2 separate regions of the Muntiacus reevesi genome follow, and region 2 is linked to region 1. The links are chromatin contacts, called in public Hi-C maps. All regions are on one chromosome and are shown on one strand. The core of a region is the stretch at or near the end of the contact, and the rest is flanking DNA. Distances in the headings are between cores, read along the strand shown. Region 1 holds the start of CUL5 (cullin 5). Region 2 holds the start of NPAT (nuclear protein, coactivator of histone transcription).

What was found. Hi-C and Micro-C count contacts between places; a contact is called where the count stands out from the background.
Region 2: a Hi-C map of blood shows a contact between it and region 1, with 4 times the contacts expected there. The contact joins the promoter of NPAT here to the promoter of CUL5 in region 1. A contact is called at or near these places in 2 of 3 Hi-C or Micro-C datasets (blood and muscle).

The regions. Positions count from the first base shown.
Region 1 is chr9:73,666,956-73,673,033 of mMunRee1.1, reverse strand. It overlaps CUL5 (cullin 5), which reads left to right and starts at 4,614. Exons shown (of 19, transcript XM_065943898.1): 1 at 4,614-5,047. The coding sequence starts at 5,024.
Region 2 is chr9:73,417,575-73,423,248 of mMunRee1.1, reverse strand. It overlaps NPAT (nuclear protein, coactivator of histone transcription), which reads right to left and starts at 2,142. Exons shown (of 18, transcript XM_065943955.1): 1 at 2,001-2,142. The coding sequence starts at 2,037.

The sequences.
Region 1 (6,078 bases), core at 3,365-5,864:
CACAAATTTTTTCCAAGAAGGATTCCAGCCCGGAGGTCTACTATGGGGGGCCTTCCTGGGCATGTGAAATGTCTCCCTTGCCTCAAGGAGGGGAAATAGATGACCTCTTGATCTTTTACTCAAACAGGGATTAGACCCTCTCTGTCCCTGCCATAGCTATTATCTCAAAGTGTCCAAAGGAAACAAAGCCCGGTTTTTTACACTGTTTCTGTTGTTATTTCTATTTCAAAGTGCAAATAGGAGGCTGACTGTACATGCCTAACCTGGAGCTCACCTACCTCCTGTCTCAGGAAATGCAAACAGGGGGCTAGTTTTAAGCATCTTGCCCAAAGCCCATCTATCTCCTGCCTCAGACTGAAGATTTCATGGGAGAAGAAAAGAAAGATGCCATTTATATTTGCAACAAAGTAGAGATGGAGGTAATTCACTGAGGAGGAGGAAGGGGAGTAAGTGCTTATAAAATAAAGCAGGTGTACTAGGAAATGGAATGGAAGAGCAAGCCTACTAGAGAAAAATAGGACAGGACTGTTGGATAGTGTTAAGTTCCCATTTGAGCTCTGAGTCTGAGTTCAAAGTAAAATCACTCAAGCCAGTTTTGAGCTTCTCTAGCAATGCTCAGCTACTTGGGTGTAGGCATGAAGAATACAGAGAGAATTTATTGAAAGGTTCTCTTTTTACTACTTACGTATGACAGAGGAGAAAAGGGACTAGGCTGTTGCTTTTTTTTAAGAAAGTGACTATTTAATGTGTATAAATTAGACTGGGAATTTCACTCCTGACCATTGTCACATGGGTGAAAATCTTAGGATGGTTCTCTCCAGTTTCATAAGTTGCTGGTAGGGATTTCACTTCCTTACCTCTCCATTCTCCAGCCACCCATCTCGTCCAGGGTGTCTGGGGCCATGGAAGAGGAAGTCATCCAAATAGAGTAGTCCTGTGGGCTGAGCAGACTTAAGGTACAGGTGACTGCCAACAGGCAATATGGAGAAGGCTGATGCCTCTGAGATAGTCTCCCCCAACAAATACAACTAATACACCTGTCCGCACTGGCAATGTGTGGCATCCTCCGGCACAGCAGAAAAGGAGTTTCTGGTTTAGGAATTAAGGACAGAAATTGATAAAGGAATACAGTTAGATTCCAGTTACTGTTAGGCTTATGGCTGGGTTTAGGGTAGGCTTTGTGGGTCTTCCTGGTGCCAGGTGGTCATACAGTTTTTTGAGGTGAACTCTTCTTTTTCTCCATGTAGTACCCAGAGGGTCTAGGAAGACCCAGTGGCTATCTTCCCCCCTCTCCCACTCCAAAATTTTGAAAACCTTTGATACTCCATCTAGTGCTTTACCAGTTATTTAATCAACAGTTTTTTTTTTTTTAAATAATCATTTATTTCTTTTTGGTTGTGTTGGATCCTAGTTGAGGCATGCAGGATCTTCTTTGTGGCATGCGAGCTTCTCTCTAGTTGTGGCTCATGACCTCCAAAGCAAGTATACTCAGTAGTTGCAGCATGAGGGCTTAGTTACCAGGCAGCATGTGCAATCTTAGTTCCCCAACTAGGGATTGAACCCACGTTGTCTGCACGGGAAGGTGAACTCACCACTGAACCACCAGGGAAGTCCTTAACTAATAGTTTGTTGATTAAACTTCATACACCACCTTTATATGTACAAAGCTTTGCTTTTTCTTCTTACAAATGAAAAACTTTGAATTTATTGTTGTGCTAAAAATGGACTTCAAGAGCCTATTTTGGGAGTAACAATCCCAAACTTTCTGGTAGTAACAGGTGCTTTATGGTCTGCCAGTCTTGCTTGGATTTCTATAAGGAAGTGTGAAAAAAATAAACACAAATATATTTTTCAGATTTATATCATATAGCTGAGTGGGAAAAAAGATGTTAAGTGTATAACTGGTATGCCATTGTTTGTGGGAAGAGAAAATAAATACATATATGAATGTTTATATATGCAGCAAATGTCCTGAGGATTCACAAGAAATTTATAATTATTATTTCTGAGTAAGGGACAACAGTTGCCTAACGGACTGTGGAGGAAAGGAAGTCTATTAAAAAAATGTCCCACAACATTTAATTATGAAAAATGTTAAACATTATAGACAAACTGAAAGATTTTACATAGAGGACACTAGTTAATCCATCCCAGATTCTGCCATTAACATTTTTTACTATAATTGCTTTGTCAACTTTTCTATGCAACCATCAATCCATCTTATTTTTTGATACATTTCAAAGCAAATGGTAAACATAACTTCAGTTATTCCTAAATTCTTCAGCCTGAATATCATTAACTAAACTCAAATGCTGTTTCTGCTTTTTCTTTTGAATGAGATGCAAAAATTTTAATGGTACACTGACTGGGTTTTGACAAATTAACAGTGGTAAAAATCTGCCTGCCAAGCAGGAAACATGGGTTTGATTCCTGGGTTGGGAAGATCCCCTGGAGGAGAAAGTGGCAATCCACTCCAGTATTCTTGCCTGGGAAATCCCATGGACAGAGGAGCCTAATAGGCTACAGACCATGGGGTCACAAAGAGTCGAACATGGCTTACTGCTTAAACAACAACACAATAACAATACACCTGAGTAAACCAAATACCTACCACAATATAGAACATTATGCTAGGAAAGGGAAGGAGGCTTACTTTTAACTGTAATCCTTTTAGTACCTTCTGAATTTTATGTTATGTGATTGTGTTCTCTATATTTAAATAAATAAAATATTTAAATATTTTAATAATGATGGTTTACAGAAGCTAAATTGGGTGAGGAAGAAAGTGAAAAAGGAGGGAATGATAGAGAACAAGGAGGTAGCGGGGTCAATGGAATGAAGAACTCATTTCAGGTCAGACTGTAACAGTGGAGATGCCAGAGCAAGCAAGTTTGGAGAAAGGAATGTCTTGTTAGGCAGTGGGATATATGAAACTGAAAATTCAGAAGTAGTCACAAGATTCAGAGTGTGATCATAGGAATAGTACAGGATAGTAGTCCCTTCCAAACCACATGCTCGGAACAACACATTGTATTTTACCTTTGCGGTATTTATCACAACTCCATTTCAGCAACATTTGATTCATGTAACTATGCTTAATATCTAGCTCCCTTATTAGACTATAAGCTCCAAGAGGACAGAGGTCTTATCTGTCTCATTAATCCTAGATTTCCAGTGCTTAGTACATAACAAGACACTTGAACAGGCATTAGATACTTAACTACTTAATAATGAATTCTTTAAGAAGGGTCATTAATTTATGAACATATTCAACTGCTCTATTACAGTATGTTGCCTAACTTTTTAATGGTACATAGTTATAAATTAATCAACTTACACTTTGCAAATAAAGCAGTAGAGTTGAACTAGGGTTGAAGACAACCCAGGGTCACTGGGAAAGGGATCCATAATTATACAAAGTTTATTCTGGACCAGACTTTTCGTCTGACCCAGTTGTGACCCTGACCAGAAAGAAGTTTCCATTTTCTCACCTGTAGAACAAAGATGACCTCTGAGTCATCTCCATGTTGACAGGACATTACAGGCCTAGTGGCTCTGAATCCTTGTTCTACCATGTAGTCATTGTTTAATCATGCCTAGATCACTAATAAATCACTGTAAAATGTAGGCCATCTAGGTGGCATGATTGTGTCGATCTAACAAGATAATACAAAAGCTTTCTAAATTACTCTTCTCATTGGATTCACTAGAGTAGTCAGACCAATCACGTTTAAACGGGAGTCTGATCATACCACTCCTCTGTTCAAAAACCTGCAATGATTGCCCATCTCACTGAGAATAAGAGCCAGTCTTGGCTGTGGTGTACAAGGCCCAATAAGGCCTTCTATTCTTCTTACTCTCTCTCCGCTCTAAACACACTAACCTTCTAACTGTCCCTCTGAAACTCTGGGCAACGTGCCACCTGTGCTCCCCCCTATAGGGAATGCGCTCCTCCCAAATATGTCCTGGCATTCTCCCTCACCGCTTTCAAGTCTTTTCGCTCAAATGCCATCTTCTCAGTGAGACCTACTTGGATCCCTCTGTTTAAAACCGCAAACTGCATCCCTCTTCTCTGCTTTATTTTGCTCTATAGCTCTAACTTCTCACATATTATGTATGAATGAACAGTTCGGAAACGTGTAGAATACAATACTAGGTATATTGTAGGTTCTACATATAAATTATATTCCCTTTATTTGGCCAGTGGTTTGAGGTCTGAAGGGATAACGCTTAGGGGTCTTAGGGTATAGGATGTTCTGTTATACCTGATCAAGCTCTTACAGGTTATTTCAGTGCCAGGCCATCTTGAGTAGAAATATTAATAGTTAACACGTTCGTGCATGGATTCATTGATTCATGCAAACAAATATTTCTTGGGTCCCTTAATGCGCCAGGTCTTGAAGACAGTTATTACAAGCATTTCATTCCGGATAATGTCTTTTCCGTAACCTCCCCCCAGCACACGGCGGCGGAGGGAGGAAGACATATACTCCTGCCAGCAGAGGGCGTGCCCCCGCCCTCGCGGCGGGATCTCGGCCCACGAAGCTTTCAGGCTCCCACGCTCGCTCCCGAGCGCGGCCCCGCCCGCCGCGTCACGTGACGCGGCCGCCGAACCAGAGCGGCCGGTCCCAAACCGAGCTAAATTCGTTGCCAGTGGTCTCTGCGGGTGCCACCACAGAGGCTCATCTGAAGGAGTGGGGAGGCTCGTGGAGCCGATGCTTCCTCTTCCGATTTCAGGTCGGCTCCTGTTCCCTCTCACCTTTCGCCGCTGCCGTCTCCCTGAGTGTTTGCATGAGCTCTCTAGTAAGGAGAGGCCCCGGTGACCATGTAGGGAGGGAAGAGCGAGGAAGCTCCGGGAGTGAGGGACGAGGTCAGCGCTGTGTGCACGCCGGCGCCCACCACATCCACAGTGCCCGCCCGGGGGCCCCTCGGCCCAGGTGGGAAACTCGGGCCTGCAGTAGTGGCCTGGCACCGAGCGCCACGAAATCTCGCGCGGTCTCGCGAGAGTCTAAGTTGAAGGAACATGGCGACGTCTAATCTGTTAAAGGTAAGACCCTTAGTCCGGCTTGGATTTCTGCTCCGCGAGCGGTGGGTTCAGCTCTTGGGGAATGACTCGGTTCTGGTTTAGCGGCGAAATGGGGGTGTGTTCAGGGGTTGTCTACCGGAAGAGAAACCGGGGAGGCAGCCGCCGAGGAGCGGAACGCGGTTCTCCGGCCTTGGGGTCGAGAGGCCCTGGTTGTCCCTGCTGCCGGTTGCCCGGTGTATGAAAGGCCCGGGCGAGGGCTGACGGCGGACAGTGGTCTCAAAGGGCCAGCGCTGGCCCGGGACCCCAGAAGAAAGGTGGTGGCACGTCCTGACGGATCGGGCAGTTAGTGTCCTTAGGGTCTCAGATTCTTCTGAAGCGCGAGTCTTGAGACGCAGATAAGAAAATCCCAGAAAATGTTGCTAACAGGTTTTAGCGACCGGACCCCCACCTCCTCAGTTTCTCTTCTATCTGCGCGGAATTCCAAGTAAGACGGCAGCGCCTGCCGCCCCACTCCCTCCCTTAACTGCTTACTACACCTTCCCTTCTGTTCTTCCTTTCTTGAGTTCGTATTTTTACCCTTTTTTAACTTAGGAAACTGTTCCTCAATCAACCCCATTACAGCACACAACCAGATGACGACAGTGGAAGCACTGCTGTTGTTTTAGGGCTTAGGAAAGTTGCCTTATCAAAGAAAACCGTTAAAGTTAGTTTTATGTATTTGGGATAGCAAGGGGGATCTAGGCCCAGAGAGGCAGATTCTCTGCCATGAGTTACAAAGTTTAGAGGAGAAGGAGGAAGACCTGCACTAGTTTCCTCTATGGTATGTTTGTAGTAGGCAATACTTTATACCTTAAAAGTATTTCTGAAATGGGGGTAGTATATGAACTACTTCTCCCTCAAAAACCCTGTCAATTAAGCCTTCAGACAGTGTTGACAGAGAATAGAAAATATGTTAAAACTTAACTGTAACCTCTTGTCTTCTTTAGACTACTAATACTAACTGTATTAGTCCCTCTAATTTTACTAATTTTAGAGGTAGAATGTCGTCTTTT
Region 2 (5,674 bases), core at 893-3,392, 250 kb after region 1:
CAAAGATTTGCTGCAAGAACATGATGAAGAAAAGGGGCAACAATGAGAAGGACTGAAGGAGTACTGAGAGGGAGGGGGTACTGACAGAAGAATCATGGGCAAAGAATAAAACTCTTAATTTTTAAGCTACTAAGTTTTGTGACTCATAGATCTCCGTGGTGACATGATAATGCTAAATGAAAAAAGCAAAAGTGGTGAGATTTGCTTTTTTTGGTAGTATATACTCTTTTGTACAACTTGAAATTTTTGGTAAGTGAACAACTCTTTCAACTATTAGAACTGGAGGTGTAGTGTTAATGCTTTAGGCAGATTTTTGTAACCATAAATAAGATGAATTGCAAGACTATATGAGAAACTATGAAAATAGTCCAAAGGAGAAATAGGATGCATACTGTTAGTACTGGTGGCAATAAAAATGGAATGTGAATGACAAATAAGAATTTTAGGATAAGAAACAATGACTGCCTCCAACTAATAAAAAAAAAAAAAAGAAACAATGACTGTAATTTTTACCAGTTTTTAAAGAAGGAGGAAGTCTAGGAGAATATTCACAAGTTTGTTTAAAGTATTACAGTTAGAAAATCATACTGCTTTCTTAAGACCAGTGGTCCTTGCCCTCCAGGAAATATACTGGCAATATCTGGACACTTACTTTATTCTGACAATTGGGTGAAGGCAGGAACTGGGTCCCTGCTGGCATCTAATGGATAGAAGCCAGGGATGCTGCTAAACATCCCACAAAGCAAACAGGACAGCTACCATAATAAAGTATGTCAGTATTATTGTGAATTTTGTGAGTCTACTCCGGATCTGTTTACAAATAAGCCTAATTAATATAACAATTACAAGATAGACAGCTTTCTTCTTAGATGTAGGTTAACTGTTAATATTCAGCTCTGATAAAGTGTGCAAAAGATTAACCAAACATTAACAAAATATTAGTTTAAATTTAAGTGATTATTTTCTCCAAAAACAGATGGTAGAACCATTACCCTCTAAAGTTTCCTGCAAAATGTGCTTGTCAAGAGTCTGTGCATGAAAACTTTTTTCTTTTTTTGGACAGGGCCGAATACTTTAAAAAGGGAATAAGAAATGGATTTTTCTGACAGTAAAATAATGTTAGTAACGGCCTTTAGATACCAAGGCAAGTTTTAGAACAGATGTTTACCATTTAACCACTCACATATGATGTCTGTAAATCTGGCTCCGGTTTTGAGTTTTATGTGGCTCTCATTCCCAGCAATACAATACTCTTTATTCTTTCAGGGAACAAACAACAAAACCCGTTTCCTGCACAGACAATACACCCTGACAACTGGCAGTGTCACTCTTCAAACTGAGGAAAAACTAGGACTAGAAAACGTTCCACTGGAAGGCATTTCCAGTGAAAAGTCTTGCTAATTAAAAAAAAAAAAAAAGAATTGCTGATGTCTTAAAAGTATGCAATTGGCGTTTCAAACCTCTACATTCTACGACTTCTTGCAGGAGGCTGGGGGATAGAGGCAGGATCACTTCATTCGTTCCAAATTCGTAGCGCTAAAGGCAAGTTATGAGAAGGCCGTCAGAAAGGTCCTTCGCTAAAGCTGGGTGGCTGGGGAAGTCTTTTATTTTTCCTAATTCGGCCCCAGCTCTGACACGGGAAAGTGAGCCCAAGGTTGAAGAACACGCAGTCCATCCATCACGTAGGCAACTCCCCTGCAGGATTCTAATTGAGTGTGCAGGCCTGACTTTCCCTCCAAATCCGGGCCTCAGGTGTTCCACCCGGAGTTTCTCTTCAGCCGCCCCTCGCCACAGAGTCTCGGAAGAGTGGAGCATTCACACATAAAGAAACTTAAACCGCCCGAGCCTCCCACTGAAGAAGATTCACCGCCAGTCTGAACTTGCAGGTGGGGAGGCAAAGCCCCAAAGCTTTCCCACCCTGGGAAAAACCTCTGGCTCCAAAGGTCCTTCCGTCCGGCTTAGCCTGATCCAGTACCCCTCCCTCCCGCGCCGGCGCTTACCCAATACCAGCCGGGCTACGTCCGAAGGTAACAGCATGATCGAAGCCGCAGAAGGAACCGTAGTGAGAGACGAGACTCGGATAAAAACCAACACAGCGACAGCCCCTGCGCCGCATCTCCCGGTTCCAGTGGCGGCACTGAACCCGCGACAACTTGTCCCGCCTCTTTCGCTCCACGCCAGCCAATCGCTTCCGCCGGAGAAAGAAAGGCGCCGAAAAGAAACCCGCCTCCGTTCTACTTGGAGCTGTCGTCACATCCGCCCTCACATTTGGATAGGGGCGGGGCGGGAAGGCGGGAGGGGAGAGGCAGAGCCGGCGCTAGAGGGCGAGCGGCAGACGCAGGGCCGCTCGCCATTGGCTGACAGGGCGCACGCGCGTTTCCCTCAGCCGGGCCCTGTGTTTGGGGAGGCGGGTCTTGGGAGTGCAGAGCGTGCGTGTTGGGACAGCGTGGGCAAACGGTGCCCCGGCGCTAGTTCGCCTTAGTGCTTCCTTTGGGTAAAAGTACGCTGCGCTATCACTCCAGGTTTGATCCGGAAGCCGGAATAGTGCTGGGACAGCCTGCTCGGGCTTTTCGGGAGGCGGGTTGAGCGGGCTTCTAGGCTGCGGACATCACCGCTTACACAGATTCCACTTCGGCAAAGTCCAACGGTAGGGCCGCGGAAGAAGCTCAGTGGCTTCAGCGTTGGGGAATTCAGTCCTAGCTGAGCCGTTCAGCCCCTGCCTCCAGACGCACGCCTACAGAGCGGCCCTTTCCCCTTCTCTTTACCTCATTTAGCCTAGCCCCCTGTCCTTATGGCTTTCTTCTGCCCACCCATCGTGCTCCTGGCGTATTTAGTCTTCAGCCTTCTTGCTCATCCCCTTCCGGAGTTCAGATGTAACTGGATGGCTTGACTAATCATCTTTTTCTCTCCTCTCATAATTAGCAGTTTTAATCAGCGAGCAATTTGTAGAGGCTTAAACTGTAGTCTCCTGAGTAACGGCTTGGGCTTTGGAATCACTCTCCAGTTCAAAATTGTGACTGTCGGCTGACTGTGTACTATCTAGCCTGTGGTAATTCTATCCTGTGGTAAGTGTCGTGGTCTGTGTGGGGGTTGGAAAAGAATTTCCAGGCATGAGGCAGAATTAGAGGAGAATAAAATTTATTAGAGTGAGAGCTGCTGTTAAAACAGCTGGCCATTTCAGGGGAGAGCCAAACGCTTTTGCAGGCTTGCAGCCAGTTTCCATAACCTTAAGACAGAAACTTCCTACTGGAATGGTGGCATTAGGTGATTGGTAAGGATGCTCTTGGGTGGATAGTAGGGTGGGTATCTTACATATTAGGGGTTAGGGTACTGACTGGTTTAGATCCCGAGGGTCATAGCAACAGTTGCTATGGGGCTTAGTCAGTTCCAGGGATTTTTATCCTGTGACCTTGGTATAGGGCTCCACATTCCGCCCTTTTTTAATTTATGGGCCAAACTTTGGCCCCTTAACACCCTGCTCATGACTGCCTGTCTGCCTACCTTATCCTTGTCTTGGGCCTGGGGACCCAAGTCACTAAGGAGTGGGGCTTCTTCAAGCTGGGCAGGGACATTGTGGGGTCCTGAGTCCCAGTGCCCACTTTCTGCCAGGGTGCATTTACAGAGGGAAATGAGAGTCCACAAAATGATAAGGCAGCTTGTTCAGCGTTGTCTGGGTGTTGGCTGGGGGATATTCTAGTTGTATTACTATTTGGAGATTTATTTGTTGTATTCTAGAAGAAACAAACTTAAGAAGAAAATTAAAGAAACATGGCCCAAAGTTTAATAGAAGTAGAAAAACTGCTGAGGGGCTCACCAGGAGAACCAAGACCAGACACTGGTCCGTAACATTAGTGTTTCTCTAGGAAGATGCAGGAATTTGGGCTCATAAAAATCCTGACCTGAAAACATCTCTCTGAAGGCCTGTTCTTCCAGTTTTTCCCAGAACAGAGTGCCTTAATTCTGATCTCTACCCTGAACTTTTAGGGGCTGTTGTTGAAGGTCAGCAGCTTGCAGTCGTCATGATTTAATTTTTGTAGAGGCAGCTGGCAATTACCAATGTTCAGTCAGCAGGGCCCCTTCGTAGCCGCATTTTTGATCATACGTTGGAGGCATTTCGTGGCCACTGTGTCCCACGATGCTGGGAAGACTCATTCCCAAGTCTAGTGAAGATTCCACTGATAGGTCACTCAGTGTGCTGGTACTAGACCAGGTCTTGTGAGTAGCAAAAGTCTCTGGACCATCCATGTTTTACTAGCCTCTTGGTCCAGGAAATTACTCCCTCCTGTTACTTCTTCCCGTGTCTAGAGTTACGTTATTAAAATAGTTGATCTCATATGGAACTGCATATCAGCGTTTTATCATAGCCTTAGTCATTCATTTGGTAACATAAGAAACAAGTTTCTGAAACAGTTGACATAGAATATAATATAGCTAGCAGTTGTTAGTAAGTTCATAAGTAAGAATTTAAGTCAAGAACTTGCATAAAGTATAGCATGGTATGTGCCAAGGTCATCTGACTTAGTTGTTAAATGACTCTAGCTTGGTGTCAATCTAATTAAACCTTTTAGCAATATAACAATTATCTTAGAAGTGAGTCTTAGTAAATAGACCTTAATTAACAAAGCTAGAACTTAATATTCAGTGAAGCATAGTGTTGTGTTTTTTTTTTTCCCTTTGTGAGGGCATTAATTCTGTAGCCAGAGAAGGCTTTAATCCATCAAATAAAAATGAGGTTTGTCAGGGAGCTGGGAAAATCCAAGTGGCCATCTTGGATTTACCTTAGCCCTGACTCTGGTTAGCAGTTATTCACCCATTTTTAATTCCCCAATTTAGGAGTAGACTGAGTTCAGTTCAGTTGCTCAGTCATGTCTGACTCTTTGCGTAGACTCTTTGAGTGGAGTGGTACACTCAAAGGGTGGATTTGAGTGGACCATACTTTGAGTGGACTATTGCCATGTTTTAAATTGACAGGTTAATTTTTGTATATGTAGAATGAGCTTTGTCTACATCTACCATAATTTTTATAGATCATGGTGAAATAATGCTTATTTATTTTAACAAAGTAACAAAAGATTTTAGAAACATATAAATCACTTAAAGGCAAAGAAATTCACAATCTGTGATCAAAAGCTGTATTTTTTTCCTAGTAATCATGCTTTTATTTTTTTCATTTATCTTTATTTGTTGGAGGCTAATTACTTTACAATATTGTAGTGGTTTTTGCCATACATTGACATGAATCAGCCATGGATTTACATGTGTTCCCCATCCCGATGCCCCCTCCCGCCTCCCTCCCTATCCCATCCCTCTGGGTCTTCCCAGAGCACCAACCCTGAGCACTTGTCTCATGCATCCAAGCTGAGCTGGTGGTCTGTTTCACTCTTGATAGTATACTTGTTTCAATGCTATTCTCTCAGAACATCCCACCCTCACCTTCTCCCACAGAGTCCCAAAGTCTGTTCTGTACATCTGTGTCTCTTTTTCTGTTTTGCATATTGGGTTATTGTTACCATCTTTTTAAATTCCATATATATGCATTAGTATACTGTATTGGTCTTTATCTTTCTGGCTTACTTCACTCTGTATAATGGGCTCCAGTTTCATCCATCTCATTAGAACTGATTCAAATGAATTCTTTTTAATGGCTGAGTAACATTCCATTGTGTATATGTAC